Regions from separate parts of the Mus musculus genome. Here all the other regions are linked to region 2. Evidence: chromatin contacts called from public Hi-C and HiCAR-type data. All regions are on one chromosome and are shown on one strand. Each heading gives the region's core, a stretch centred on a gene start, on an enhancer-like site or on the middle of the called end of the contact. The rest is flanking DNA. Distances are from core to core; before and after follow the strand shown.

Region 1 (4,301 bases), core at 963-3,462, 2.0 Mb before region 2:
AAACAAAAACAAAAAAAATTTTTTCATACAGTATGGTTCTATCATATTCTTTCCCCTCCCCATCACCTAGATTTCAAATGAACTTTGAACCTTCTTGCCTCCAAACTTGTGTGTGTGTGTGTGTGTGTGTGTGTGTGTGTGTGTTTTCGAGACTGGGTTTCTCTGTGTAGCCCGGGCTGTCCTGGAACTCACTCTGTAAACCAGGCTGGCCTTGAACTCAGAGATCCGCCTGCCTCTGCCTCCTGAGTGCTGGGATTAAAGGTGTGCTCCACCACTGCTCGGACTAGGCTCCAAACTTTAAAATCTGTTCTTAGCTGAACTTCAGAATCATACTGTTTAATGTAGAGAGCATGTCGTACCCAGTCTACGTCTACGATCTTCCTTGTGAACGCCCCCTCCCCCTCCAAAAAAAAAAAAAAAAAAAAAAAAAAAGTTCGGCTGTGAATAAAAAGCACCCAGGACCAATTTTTTTTTAAATTTGGCCACGTGGATTTTTAAAAAGAGAAAAATGCATCTACTTGCCTTCTTTTACGCGGGCGCGCGCACACACACACAAAAACACACACACAACTGTAGCTCCCTCTAGATGCAATACAAAGTAGAAAGGAGGAAAGACCCTTCCTCTTTCAGCAGAGCTTGGCTGCTTCCTCGTGCTTCCTTCGGGTCCTTCCAGAGACTCAAGTACTAGCTGGGGGGAAAGGCTCTAGCTCTTCCTCACTCGCTCGGCAGAGAGCAAACAACCTCCTGCAGTAGTTCTCGACAAAACTGGATGCCACCGGCTGCTTTCTCCACCAGGGTGTAGGAATCTGCTATTTGAAGTCACTATCACGGATCCAAAGTCGCTTGTCTCCTGTGCACCACTGGCCCCAATCTTAGTCATCTGAAGCCCCAATCCTTACATTAAACGTGGTTCTTTCGTGGTCCTCCGTAGGACCTGAGCCCAGGCCCTTCCCATTCCAGGATCGCAATAGCCCGAGTGGGGGCACTGTCACAAACTCCAGGCCTCAGAAAGGGCAATACAGCCAGTAAGTATCTCATGCAGATTCACCGAGCCGCTGAAAGGCCACAAGGGGGATGTCGCCCCAGTTTCATACTCACAACCATCTGAGCACATACTGGATGGTGAAGCCGGATGGCAGCACCAGGTCGGTACCCAAGCCGGCTCACCAGAGCCAGGCATCCCAGATTAAGGGTGGGCGGCGCAGGACACAGCGCCATTGCCTGAGGCAAAGGCGGACTTCGCTGCAACCAGCCCGAAGCACGTGCCCGGGCTCGCCGGTGTCCCAGAGCCGGGGACAAAGTCTGCTCCTGCCCGTTCTGCAGCTCCAGCACCCGGCACCAGCGTCTGGACAAGGTGGGCAGGACTTGAGCACCGCCGCAAGCCAATCCCAGACCCCACCCCGATGCAGGTTCGGCCGCCCACGACTCCTGCGTGCACTCACCATTGTGGTTGACCCAGGTTGGCTTCAAGAGCTTCATTGTTCGGCCGCTGCCGGGCTGAAGCCAGAGCCGTGTCCCTCAGCACGCCTGGGCCATGGAGCTGCCGCAGCTTCCTCCCGCGCCGCCCGCCCTCCGGCCGCCGCCCACCCTTGCCCTCAGCGCCGCCGCGCCATCGCCGGCCCGTGCCCCCAGCCGCCGCCACAGCCGCCTCCTGCGCTCGGCCGCCGCCGCCGCCGCCACAGCCGCATCCCCTGCGCCGCTCCTCCTCCGGCGGCTCCCGGGCAACGCCGGAAGTCACGGCGCGCACCTGCCAAATCGCCCCGGCGGGAAACCGCTCCCTACGCGGACCGGGCCGCCTCGGTTCTTCGGTAGACAGGGGGGGGAGGACGGGGATACTCCGCTGCCACTGATGTGGTCGCCGATGAGGGTCGGTGTGAGCAGGCTGGCAAAGCCTTGAGATCCCGCCCGGCGATGCAGAACCAGGGTGGTGTGCAGATCTCTAGTTCTACCTCCGCGGCTCCGAGTCCAGCTTAGTAACTAGCTTCCGCCATCCATCAATTCGCGCTATTGGGCATCTCGCGAGCGCCAGCCGGGCGGGCGCCAGCATGCATCTAGCGGCAGACGGCAGCGGGCCCTGAGCTCGATTGCATGCATAAAAGAACTAGGCTGGTGAAGGATAGGGGGCCAGACGGGCGCATTTATTAGAAGAGCGGGGCGTTTTCATAGATGTAAACACATAGGCCAGGCGGAGCAGAGAGCAGGAAAACACCGCAGCATCCACAGAAGGCGGGACGCCCGCAAAAGGGCGCGGCGAAGCCACCGTTGCTTGCCCGGGGCGGGGCTGCGTCGGGGGCGGGGCCAGCTGCGGGCCCGCCTCTCGGAATCCCAGACCCGCGAGTTCCGGGCCGAGGCCTGCCAGACCCGACCGGGTACCTCAGGTCGGACCGCCCAGGGGCGTGCTCCCGGAAGCTGCCCGCCAGCGGGTGGCGTGAAAAACTATGGCTACCGGGGTGATGCTGTGTGCTGCGCGGGCTCTGCGGCCTCGGAGCTGGTGAGTGTAGCCGCGGGTGGCAGAATACCCAGGGCGCGTGCGCGGGCTTTGCCCCGTAGCTGCTCGCTAGTGCTCGCAGATTATTTCTGGGCATGAGCCTACCGCATCTGTTGCGGATGAAAATCCGAACTGGAAGTGTACTCACTTAACAGGCTATTTGCCTAACAAGTGTGAAGCCTAAGTCGTGCTTAAGTGGTGGCCTACTCCTGCAACCCCAGCACTATGGAGGTGGAGGCTAGGTCAGAAAGTCAAGGTCGTAACAGCTGCATACAAACCTGGCTATATTACACCCCATTTTTAAAAAGAAGAAAAAGACGCCGGGCGTGGTGGAGCACGCCTTTAAACCCAGCACTTGGGAGGCAAAGGCAGGCGGATTTCTGAGTTCGAGGTCAGCCCAGTCTACAAAGGGAGTTCCAGGACAGCCAGGGCTTTACAGAGAAACTCTGTCTCAAAAAAACCCAAAAAAAAAAAAAAAAAAAAAAAAAGGAAGAAGAGCAATGTGTTTTTAAAAATCCAAGGATATGTTTTATAGAAGGGACGTATAGTACAGTGGGAGGGGGTACTTTACTCAGTGGTCCACACTGAAGCATCCCTCCTTCCTTCCTCGAGGTACCAGTCATATACTAGACAGGTCTAGTATAGAATAGAGTTTATTTGTGGGTATGGGAAGGGGAATTGAGAAGAGAGTAGAGGCAGAGAAAGAGAGGGGACAGAGAAGGGGAGAGAGAGAGAGACAGAAAGAAACAGAGAGACGGAAGAAGAAGGAGAAGAAGAAGAAGATCCTGCCAGAGCAAGTAAAGGCTCTGCCCCAGTGAGAAACAGAGTTCTGTAAATTCCTCACTTTGACCTTGCTGGCCTAATACAAATGAACTAGACATGGTGGAGCAGCTGAGGCAAGAAAATTGTCTCAAGTTGCAAGATAGCCCGAATTAGGGAGACTTTTGTCTGAAAAAAATACAAAATAGATACTTACAAACATCCTCCGGGTTTTAGGAAGACCTATAGTTATGTGTATGTGCCTTCTCTTTCCCCAGATCTTTATACATACCCTTCTCTCCTTCAGGATCCCTGGAACCTGCCAGGCACACGTCAGACACACCCACCAGAGAGCTTCCTTACTGGCCTTCTGGGATCTCATCCCCATGAGGTAAAATCCAGCATAACCCTTAGCTCTTGGGGTATGAGAAACACGTGTATGCATATGACCAAAACAAAGCAAGAGTGCCCAACCTTGGGTTAGCAAGCAGATTTCAGTCTGTGGAACTAATAGTTAAATTTAAGTGGATGCCTCTGTCCTTTGAAGGAGCTCTGTACTATGATAGCATAGCATATATGTATTGCTACTTGAGTAGTTTAAATAAGTAGCAGCTAGATTTAAGGAGTCTTATGTGTTTCAAAGGGCATATCTTAACTTCTGTATTTCCATAGGCCTTGCTCTTCCCTGCTCATTCTGATTCACTGAGTGGGAGAAAGGTTCAAAGACTAATAATAGTTACTCTAGGAACTTTGGATGCTTTCTTGGGGCTTTATTTAGTTTATTGCTAAAAGGTTTGCTTTAAGGGTTTTTTTTTTTTAATGTTTATGTTCCTGACATATGTATACACATGTGTTTGGGGTGCCCAAAGCCAGTCAGGGGTTATAGCTCTCCTAGTTACAAACAGTTGTGAGCCCCTGATGTGGGTTCTGGGAACCAAACTCCAGTGTTTAAGATCTGCAAGCACTCCTTGTAACTCCTAAGTCATCTCTCCAGCTTCAAATTTGATTATTCCTAATGCCACATTTAGCCTGGGAAGTGTGTTCCTAAAAGTAA
Region 2 (4,493 bases), core at 588-3,087:
ACTGCATCTTTCACGAGGCTGGATGCGGCAGGGGAAGCTTGAGTTTTAGGCTATACTCAGTTACATAGCAATAAGCTGTTTAAAACATTTTTTTTTTCTTCTTTTAAGGTACAGAACTAGACAATCCAGGGCCTTGACAGGAACATTTCCCTTTACCTAGACCAGATTCTACTCTAGAGAGCTTTTGTAACTGTGATTAATGTCAAGACTTCCCTAATTAAGGCTCATCTTCCATTTCAAAGTGAAAACCAATGAGAAAACCTGGACTTGATGGCTTATAAGCATCACCTACACACCACACTCACACTTTGTGACTCTGAAACAACACTATTCACTTAAGCTTTTGCTGTGTGTGTGTGTGTGTGTATGTGTGTGTATTGGGCAAAGACAGCGTCTTGTGTGGCCAAGGCTGGCCTCTTAACTATATAGCCACTACGGCCTTGATCTTCCTATCTTCAACTCCTGAGTGCTGGGAATTCAGGAGTACACCAAAATGTCTAGCCAAAATTTTTATATATGATCACTTAAATAAGACTCCTTAACATAAACCTACATGATATACCAAGTCTTTTCTGCCAAGGCTCTGACACTATAGTTTGTCCTATTCTGGAGTTAGGTAAGCAAAGGGCTATTTAGGTGTGGATTGCAAAGAGAGAATAGCAAGACAACCTGCCCATTCTTTGCCACACCTCACTAATCAGTGTCCCTTGGAAAGCACTGTAAATATGGAGGTTTCTTTTTGTATTATGTAGTAGTGGATTTAACTTGAGGAGCCCCAAAAGGGGTCAGCAAAGCATGGGAAATCTAAGAATTTAACACTTCAGTGACTTTTAATCACCTACAGATCCAGGAAAATAAGCCTGTCTCTTAACTCCTTCTTTGTATCTAGTATGCTGCAGCTCTGTCTACCAACATTGCTATAAAATAGGAGTTAAAGTTAAACAAACAAATAAACAGTTATTTTGTGTGTGGATATGTATGGGCACGCACATGCTGCCGGTCACAGGTCAGAAGACAAATTGTGGGATTCAGCTCTCTCTTTTTACAACGTGAGTTCCCGGGGTCGGAACCTTGGTTGTAAGAGCGCTGAGCCATCTCATCATCCTAGTTTAAAAAGCCAGAATAAATCGCAGTGCATAACAATTCAGACTAGCGACAAGGGACCTTGGCGAACGGTGAAAATTCCCCCCTTTCTCTGGCTATCAAATCCAAGTCGTCCTGGCTTTTCACAGTCCTGTTCCCAAAGGCCGGGTTCCAAATAGGTTAAGAGAGGTCATCCGTTCTTCCCTATGCATAACTAGCTGGCCCTCGACTCTAGCTCATTGGTTTACCCAAGTTTTCTCCTAATCTGCAGAGATCAAGTCCGAGAACAGCCTGGGTCTCCAGACAGAGCAGGCTCCGGGAGGCAGCGAGTGGAACCTTCGGATAAGAACGCAAACCGCAGGCCTGAGCCTCTGTGGGCAGCACAACTTCCCTGAGCCGGTTTCCCTACCCTCAACTAGGGGGAAACGTCTCACCTCGGGGCCGCGGGGAGCTCGTTGGAAAAGCGACCACTGCCCACTAAACGCGGCTCCACCGCCGCCCAGAGGCCCCACGGCGAGGGCTGGATGGCGAAAAAGCCGCGCCAGGGCAGGACCCTCCCCCACGCCCCCGCCCGGGTCGGAGCGCTGCTACCATTCCGGAAATGCCTGGGGAAAGCCAGCGTCTTCCGCTTCCTCGAGCAGCCAGCATCCCACTGCTCACCCGCCGTGCCGCTGCGCCTCTCGCTCCGGCTGTGCTTTCCCCGGTGGCCACTCACGAACTCACTTCCGGCTCTGTCCGTCTGTGGCGTCCCCTCATCTGCCCTCCGATGTCGACACTAAGGTGTCTGCAAGTTCCGAGGCTGGTGAGTTCCGGGTGCCTTGCTGTCTGCTTCCTGTTGGGAGCAGCAGGGGCTCCCCAAGTCTCCATTGTGTCTCCAAAAAATCATCCGGAGAAGACATTAATGACGATTGTCAGTATGATTACGAGAACTGATGAAAATATGCAATTAATGATTAAAATAAAAATGTAAAGTTTATTTTTATTTGATATGCATTGGTGTTTTGCTTGCATATGCACATCCGTGCGGGGGTGTCAAATTCCCTGGAACTGGGGATAGTTGTGAGCTGCCATATGGGTACTGGGAATTGAACCCAGGTCCTTAACCACTTAACCAGCCCAATAATTAAAATAATTTAAACATTTCAGATAGCAGGCTTTTTCAGTGTTAGCAACATCTGTGAGCGGGATGGTGGCTCTTACCAGGAATCAAGCAATCAGAAGGTTGAGACAGCGAGTTAGAGGTCATTCAGGGCTACATAGTGAATTTCATTCCAGCTTGGGACTATAGGCTATACAAGACAAAACAAAACAAAGCACCTTTTAAAATTTTGAAGACCACACTACTTGTGTTAATGTATCTGGAAGATAATATGTAATTTTTTTAGAGTATTAGAATTATGGAAGTTTTAAAATAGTTTTGATGACTTTATTAGCATACCGTTTTTTAATAGCCTGGTATGGTGGCTCACAACTTTGATCTCGGCACTTGGGAGGCAGAGAAAGGCAGATTTCAGTGAGTTCGAGGCCAGCCTCATCTGCACATTGAGTTCCAGAATAGCCAGCCAGAGCAAAATAGTGGGATCCTGTCTTAAAAAAAAAAAAAAATATATATATATATATATGTATGTATATATTCAGATTGTCTCATTATGTAGCCAAGGCCATCCTGGAACTCACTGGAACTCACTGTGGACCCAGGCTGGCCTCAAACTTATGTTTTTAAGCCATCCTTTTGTTACCAAGACTGGCTATGACAGCCCCAACTTGTCAACGAGACAAGTAAGAAACCTATAAGATGGCTCAGCAGGCAGACAGTGGCTGCCAAGCTGGCCATGTGAACACAAAAGAAATGAAAATAAAAATGTAATTAAAAGAGATAATACTAAAAAGCAGAGGAAGGAGATTTATTTAGTGTGCTCACATATGGTAGAGGAACATCTAAAGAGGCCCAGTGACTGCTCCCACACATATTTGGGGTCTGATATGAGGCTTAGGTTTAAGGAGAAAACTCTTGTCCCCTTTACCAGGCATTTAAAGTGAACTACAGATCTGCTTATTTGGGGCTCAGCCTCTCAAGGGGAGTTGAGGTCACTCTCCCTCAGGGAGACAAGCCCGCAGTCCTGGGTTCTGGCCCATGACGTTCCAGCAGGTGCTTCCTCCCAGAATGCTTCCCTGGGTCAAACCCAGAGCCACAAAGGCTTCCATTAGACCATTCTGGTAAGTGACAGAGTCACAGAGCCCAGAAAGCCTGGGAGGGTGGTGAGCAGGAACCAGGGGTGCAGTGACCCTCTCCCCAAAGCAGGGAGGAGAGTGCTTCCCAGCTGGTCAGGGCCCAGGAGCAGTGGCTGTAGGGGGCAGGGTGCTGCAGGTCTGGAGCCATGGCCTGGACGTCTGTCCTGCTCATGCTGCTGGCCTATCTCACAGGTAAGGAAACTCTTGGGGCCCAGGGCTTCTTTGCTCCTCCTATGGCCTTGCTCTGCCCCAGTGATGGACATGCTTCTATCTTCTCAGGTTGTGGCCCTCAGCCCATGGTGCATCAGCCACCATTAGCATCTTCTTCCCTTGGAGCCACCATCCGCCTCTCCTGTACCCTGAGCAACGACCATAACATTGGCATTTACAGCATTTACTGGTACCAGCAGAGGCCGGGCCACCCTCCCAGGTTCCTGCTGAGATACTTCTCACACTCAGACAAGCACCAGGGTCCCGATATCCCACCTCGCTTCTCCGGGTCCAAAGATACGACCAGGAACCTGGGGTATCTGAGCATCTCTGAACTGCAGCCTGAGGACGAGGCTGTGTATTACTGTGCCGTGGGGCTCCGGAGCCAGGAAAAGAAGAGGATGGAGAGGGAGTGGGAAGGAGAAAAGTCGTATACAGATTTGGGATCTTAGGCTCTGGAGACATTCAGACCCTGAACTGAAGACAGAGTTTGCTTTGCTCGGCTAGTCTGGTATGGGAAGGAGGGGTAGAACGTGAGGTTTTGCAGAGCCTAGAAGATGGAATTATGCAGCTTTTCCTTGTTCTGCGGTGTTGCTATGAGCCCCCATTGGAGGCTGGATTGTAGAATTAAAGCTGTTTTTACTGAATTTGGTCTGGCTGGTTTGTGATCTCAGAACAAGTTTAAGAGCTGGCTAGGTCAAAGGTCATGCTCAGTTTGGCCAGGTACCCATCTCTGAGGCAGAACATTTGTCTGAACCCTATTGTTATGATCACGGGGCAAATGGATGATAAAAGCATCTTGGAGGGGGACCTTCTTGCAAAGGATGGGGTCTCCTGTTGTCATCTCCACAGTTACCGAGCAAAGGAGCCCAGCAAATGCCATCCCTGGGCCTCTACTTTGGGGGAGAGCAGGTGCCAAGTGACAGGTGTGGAGCAGGTTTACCTCATTGTTACTAGAGTGATGATTT
Region 3 (4,979 bases), core at 2,364-4,863, 2.2 Mb after region 2:
GTTAAAGCAAGAAATAGATGTGAGCATAGTATTTAATATTAAAGCAATAAAGTTTTGAAAATAGTATATGAGTAACTACTTTTTACTCAAAAATGTTTATTGTAAAAAAGAGACCTTGAAAGTTACTTTTTAAAAAAGGACATTGATTTCACAAGTATTCTGGTTGAATATAGGCGTGGCTATTAACCGTACCTCACTTTCATACAGAGTTCATTCAGTTGTATAAAAATAAACACAAATTTACATCAGTTCATCAACTACACAAGTCATTAAGACAGGCACTTGGAGGGGCATTGTATTACTGCATCCATCACATGAATTTTCAAAAGTCTAAGTACATTACTGAATGTCTAAGAAATTCTTTTGCACATTTTCATTACTTTGTATTATAAAACATTAAGATTCTTTTTTAAAAAGAAAGACATGGGACACGCACCAGGAATGTTTGAAGTTTGTCTTTCCCTCCTCTTCCAAGGCACACATGGCAAAAATAAAACAAGAATACTTTAATACATTCTCTTGTGTTCTGTTCTTTTTCTTGTTTTTGGTTTTTTTTCTCTTAACAATATAGTTTTAAAACATTGTAGGTAATCCAGAAAAGGCTGTCATTCACTGATGACAACCAGGCATCATACATTTAAGGAAGTAAACTTGGAGTACTTTATAAGGCACCTGAGATAGTGTCTGGCAGACTCTCTTCCTCTTGGAAACACTATTACAATTCTATTAAGAAGAAATACTGTTCCTTTGGTTGAAATGGTTTGGCAGCAGTGTAAATCTCTGTATTCTTTCTTAGTAAGAAAAGATGCAATGTGCTTTTCACTTCATCTTTAAAGAGAAAGATTCTTATCTTTTATCCTTTCAATCTAGCTGTCAGTAAATATAATTTTAAACTTCACATAGAACGAATTAACTTTAAGTACATAGATTCTGTTCTGTAGTGTGTGTGTATCTGTCTGTCTGTCTGTCTGTCTCTCTCTCTCTCTCTCTCTCTCTCTCTGTGTGTGTGTGTGTGTGTGTGTGTGTGTGTGTGTGTGTGACTCTTTTGTGGTTTTATACATACTATTTGGTTGGTAAGCACATGAGAAAATGTCTTTGGACTTTCATTTGTCATTTGTCATTGGAGTGAAGAAATGCATTCTGTTTGAGTAAACACTGGTTGCGCCACTCAGTGTGCCACACAGCAGCCAGACTCCTCATGTTTATGCAGAAGCGACATTCTGGAGAAGGTTTTGGAGCAGTTTTTGCACTGGTATTTCTTTACATCAGAGTGGGTCTGCAGATGTGCCCTCAGGTTTGATCTGTCTGCAAAAGCCCTATTGCAGTGAGGGCAAGAGAAAGGCTTTTCCCCTGTTTGAGGTAGGGTAAGGGAAAATAAAAGACAGTCAGCTTTTTATAGGACACAAAATCAAGTAATATTAATGAACATCAACAGTAGCTTAGAAGAATAAGAATTATCATAGCTTGATCATATCAACCCCCAGTTATGTAATTCTATTCCTATTTGGCCTTTCAAAACAAAACTTTAAAATATCAGCCAAACAGCTTCCGTTCTGCCAGACAGACACACATTCAGAATTGGGGCTTTTTCTTGCTAAGGGTTTCTGCTTCAACAGGTGCAGCAATGATGAGCAGCTCCCTCCATTTCCAGTATGTCTCCTCTTTCTGTATGATGACTAAGACTGGATAAATTCCATGACTTCCTGCATATGATTTCATGCTTTGGGCTTTTTTTAAAAATCAGCAACAAGAAAATGAAACAAACAAGCACACGGCCAGATCCAATTTAGCCTCATTTACTAAATTAGTCAAGAGTTGGCAGAATTCATAGCAAAAAGTATAGCCAAAAAAACTATAGGAACCCCCTCTGCCTGTTTATCAAATCAACACTAGGAGCCAGACATTTGTATTTACTGACTATCAGTTCTGCAGAACACACACCAAATACCTCAATCTTGCTTTCTAACTGATCTTTGAGACCAAATCTCCTGCATGTGCTTTCCAAAGTCTAAATGCTGTTTACAATCCCTGGAGCAGAGGCTGGAAAGGAGCACTTGCTGTTCTAACAAGCTTTAGAGCAGAAAGCAGCTATCAGTGGTTCACCTTATGAAAAACACCCCCTGTCAGTCCCTTAAGACACCCCGCAGACAGCTCTGTCACACCACTGTTTGAGCTGAGAGGCATGGTTTTCTACATTTCTCTTACCAGTGTGAGTTCTAATGTGTCCTTGAAGCAGCCAGGGTCTGGAGAAAGCCTTGCCACAGATCTTGCAGACACAAGGCAATGTGTGGGTTCGAATGTGCATCTTCAGGGCACCCAGGCTCACATATTCCTTGTCACAGTACTTGCAGCTGAACGATTTCCTAGACTGGGCATCACAGTGCAGCTGCTTGTGTTTGGCCAGCCCAGAGAACGTAGAATAGGTCTTATTGCATAAATTGCACTGAAACTTCTCAGCTTCGATGGCATGGGGGTCTGAAAGCTTGGGCTGCAGTCTCTCCTCTTCGTCACTAATGGGACTTTCTGAACCACTGTGATCCTTGGATGAAGTGTCAGAGGAAGGCGGGGGACTTACACGCCCCAAGGATGAGGAGTATCCAGTAAGAGGAGAAAGGCCACTGGGTAAAGGAGAGTGGAGTGGAGCTGCCGACGATGTCCATACAGTAATAGGGCTGTATGCTCCCGAGGTGAGGATCTCTGGTTTTGGTATGACAGGTATAGGGTAACTTTCATAGAGATATGGGGAAATAATAACTGGAAGAAAGAAAAGGAAGGAAAGAAAAAATTAAGGCAAAATATTTTTAAAATATATGTACACAGTCTGAGAGAGACCATAACAACATGCAGGAGACTCCATAGGAGACTCTCTAGTGAAGACAGCCTTACTCACAGGACACACATAAAGTCTTCCCTTCACCTGGGCTTACTGTCCTCGTGCAGGCTGACAGTTGCCCTGACTAACCTTCATTCTGGACTAGCCTTGCTGTCCCAATTTAGAACGAAGAACTAGACACTATATTAAAACTTTTTATAAAGTTGCTTTTCATTTTATGCGTGGGCTGTTCTAGCTGTACCGTGCCTGTGGCGGGTAATGGCATGCACGAATCCAGCTGCTTTCCCAAGTGCTTGGCTTCAGGAGATTGCTGCTCAGGCGAGGGGAAGGGTGCGATCACGTCCGTGCACTCCTTTTGCGTACACACAGGCTCAGAGAACTATACTGCCCGACCGGAAGGAAGCTTTCCTTGTCAGCAAAGATCTCAAAGGTTTTGAATTAAAACTTAACCTAAGTAATCAAGAGACTGCAAGGACAGTTTTGGCACAGCATTAAAAGGAAAGCGGCCCGGTGTGTTCTCTGAGTCAAGCAATAGAACCGCGGTTTACTCGCGCACAGATTTACAGAGGCGATTTTTACCTGTGTGTGTGTCCAGTTCGCTGTAGTTGGGCTTCTTGGAGGCGTTGAAATGTTTCTTGACCAGGAAGGAGCGCGGCATGGTGGCTGCGGGCGGGCGCGGGCGGATAACGGTCCAGGCGGCGGTCCTATAGCATCGCGGTGGCTCAGGTGCGGCGGGGGACAGGCAGGCGCCTCTGAAGTCACCCGGCTCCCTGCCCGACTGAGCTCCTCTGGGCGGGGAGGCGCCTTCTCCGTTGCTTTTTCTAGAAGTAACCAATCACAGCCAAGAGGTTCAGATTTCAGCTCCTCCTTCTGGAACAGCTGTGAATAGAGGAAGACTCTGTTGTCAGACTAAATTTTTCTGGTTCAAAATGGGCTGCTCATGGCATTTCAGTGGAGGCTCAAAATACATTAAATGTTTTCAAGAAAGGAAATCTCGGTTCTTGAGCACTGGGGAAACGTGTTTCCGCTAGGTGACCTACGGCGACTTGGCTTCCAGATGTGGGCAGTGCCTGGCAAGGCGAGGGCGGGAAGGAAGGGCGGCCCTCCGGACTGGGACCGCGCAGCCCCTAGTGGCCAGAGAGTCTATATTTGGAAGTTGCGTCTGGAGGGGGGTTATTGCACACAAGCAGCTGTAGGCTCTGGCTTTTGGGAAAGGAAGGTAAAGGCTCCCCGCAGCTGCCACAGCAGGTCTAGGGCGGCGTGCCAGAAAGTTAACTTGCTGATCGCTGCGTTAGACACTTGAAAGTAAAGCCTTACAGCCTACCCCAGGAACTGGAAGAGTGTAAAGATAAAAGGGAAGGCTGGTGCAGACTCCGACAATAGGCAAACTCTGGAAGAAGTATGGAAAGTTCTGATGAAGACATGTGACAAGACTTCCTCCCTTTGTAGCGCATGGTATTTTAGAGAAAGAAAAAAAAATATGAATCTCTACTGACAATTCTTAGTGTCTGCCGTTACTTAGTGGTGTTTTCTTTAGTCTTCAAAAGCCTCCCCCTTCCTCACGCCACATCCCTGGTTTGCATTAAAAGATGGGGTAAAGGATTCTTTTGCCAAGTTCTTTGACTGGCAGTTTAGGTAGTCCAGTAGCCAGCCGGTCACTTCACTTGCATTTGCACATAGGGGTAGGTGTAAAAATACTCCGAAGTGATTCATTTTAAAAGTGCAGTTTTCACTGTGCCCACAGGCAACTCTGTTTATTTCAATGTTACCCTGACTCTTCCCAACAAAATTGCAGAATCCAATTCCCCCACCTCCCCACCCCAAGACAACTAACTTTTTTTTCGTAACAGGTGCTGGAAGAAAACAGCGGAAACAGAATACCACCAGCGATGTTGAGACTTGCAAGAGAAAAGTGCATTGTCAAGCAGCATAACTTCTTAATCTGGGGATGAGAAAACGGGCGTGTGAGCGGGGGAGGGGGAAACCCGCAGACTTCCTGGGTTAATTTCAATGATTCCTCTTTCTCTTTACAATAGTCACTGATTTCAATGTCAAATACAGAAAGATATTTATATGAATCCTTAAACTAAGGGAACTGAATCTGCAGGTGACAAGAAAACAAGAAAATGTATTAGATTTCTTTCTA

Evidence for each region. A called contact is a pair of places that touch in the nucleus more often than the background predicts. HiCAR-type assays count read pairs that join an accessible place to other places.
Region 1: a Hi-C map of muscle stem cells shows a contact between it and region 2, with 2.6 times the contacts expected there. The contact joins the promoter of Hira here to the promoter of Top3b in region 2. A contact is called at or near these places in 2 of 484 Hi-C or Micro-C datasets (CD8 T cells and muscle stem cells), 1 of 115 datasets of contacts at active chromatin or transcription factors (astrocytes) and 1 of 9 other capture datasets (liver).
Region 3: a contact with region 2 is called in a HiCAR-type map of astrocytes, with 4 times the contacts expected there. The contact joins the promoter of Snai2 here to the promoter of Top3b in region 2. A contact is called at or near these places in 2 of 115 datasets of contacts at active chromatin or transcription factors (astrocytes and large pre-B cells).

What each region holds. Positions count from the first base shown.
Region 1 is chr16:18,874,661-18,878,961 of GRCm38.p6, reverse strand. Hira (histone cell cycle regulator) reads right to left here and starts at 2,212. Exons shown (of 25, transcript NM_010435.2): 1 at 1,443-2,212. The coding sequence starts at 1,479. Mrpl40 (mitochondrial ribosomal protein L40) reads left to right here and starts at 2,325. Exons shown (of 4, transcript NM_010922.2): 1 at 2,325-2,491; 2 at 3,555-3,638. The coding sequence starts at 2,439.
Region 2 is chr16:16,868,080-16,872,572 of GRCm38.p6, reverse strand. Top3b (topoisomerase (DNA) III beta) reads right to left here and starts at 1,837. Exons shown (of 18, transcript NM_011624.3): 1 at 1,518-1,837. It overlaps Vpreb1 (pre-B lymphocyte gene 1), which reads left to right and starts at 3,318. Exons shown (of 2, transcript NM_016982.2): 1 at 3,318-3,507; 2 at 3,595-4,172. The coding sequence starts at 3,462. The coding sequence ends at 3,977.
Region 3 is chr16:14,704,486-14,709,464 of GRCm38.p6, reverse strand. Snai2 (snail family zinc finger 2) reads right to left here and starts at 3,613. Exons shown (of 3, transcript NM_011415.3): 1 at 3,413-3,613; 2 at 2,206-2,754; 3 at 70-1,350. The coding sequence starts at 3,491. The coding sequence ends at 1,169.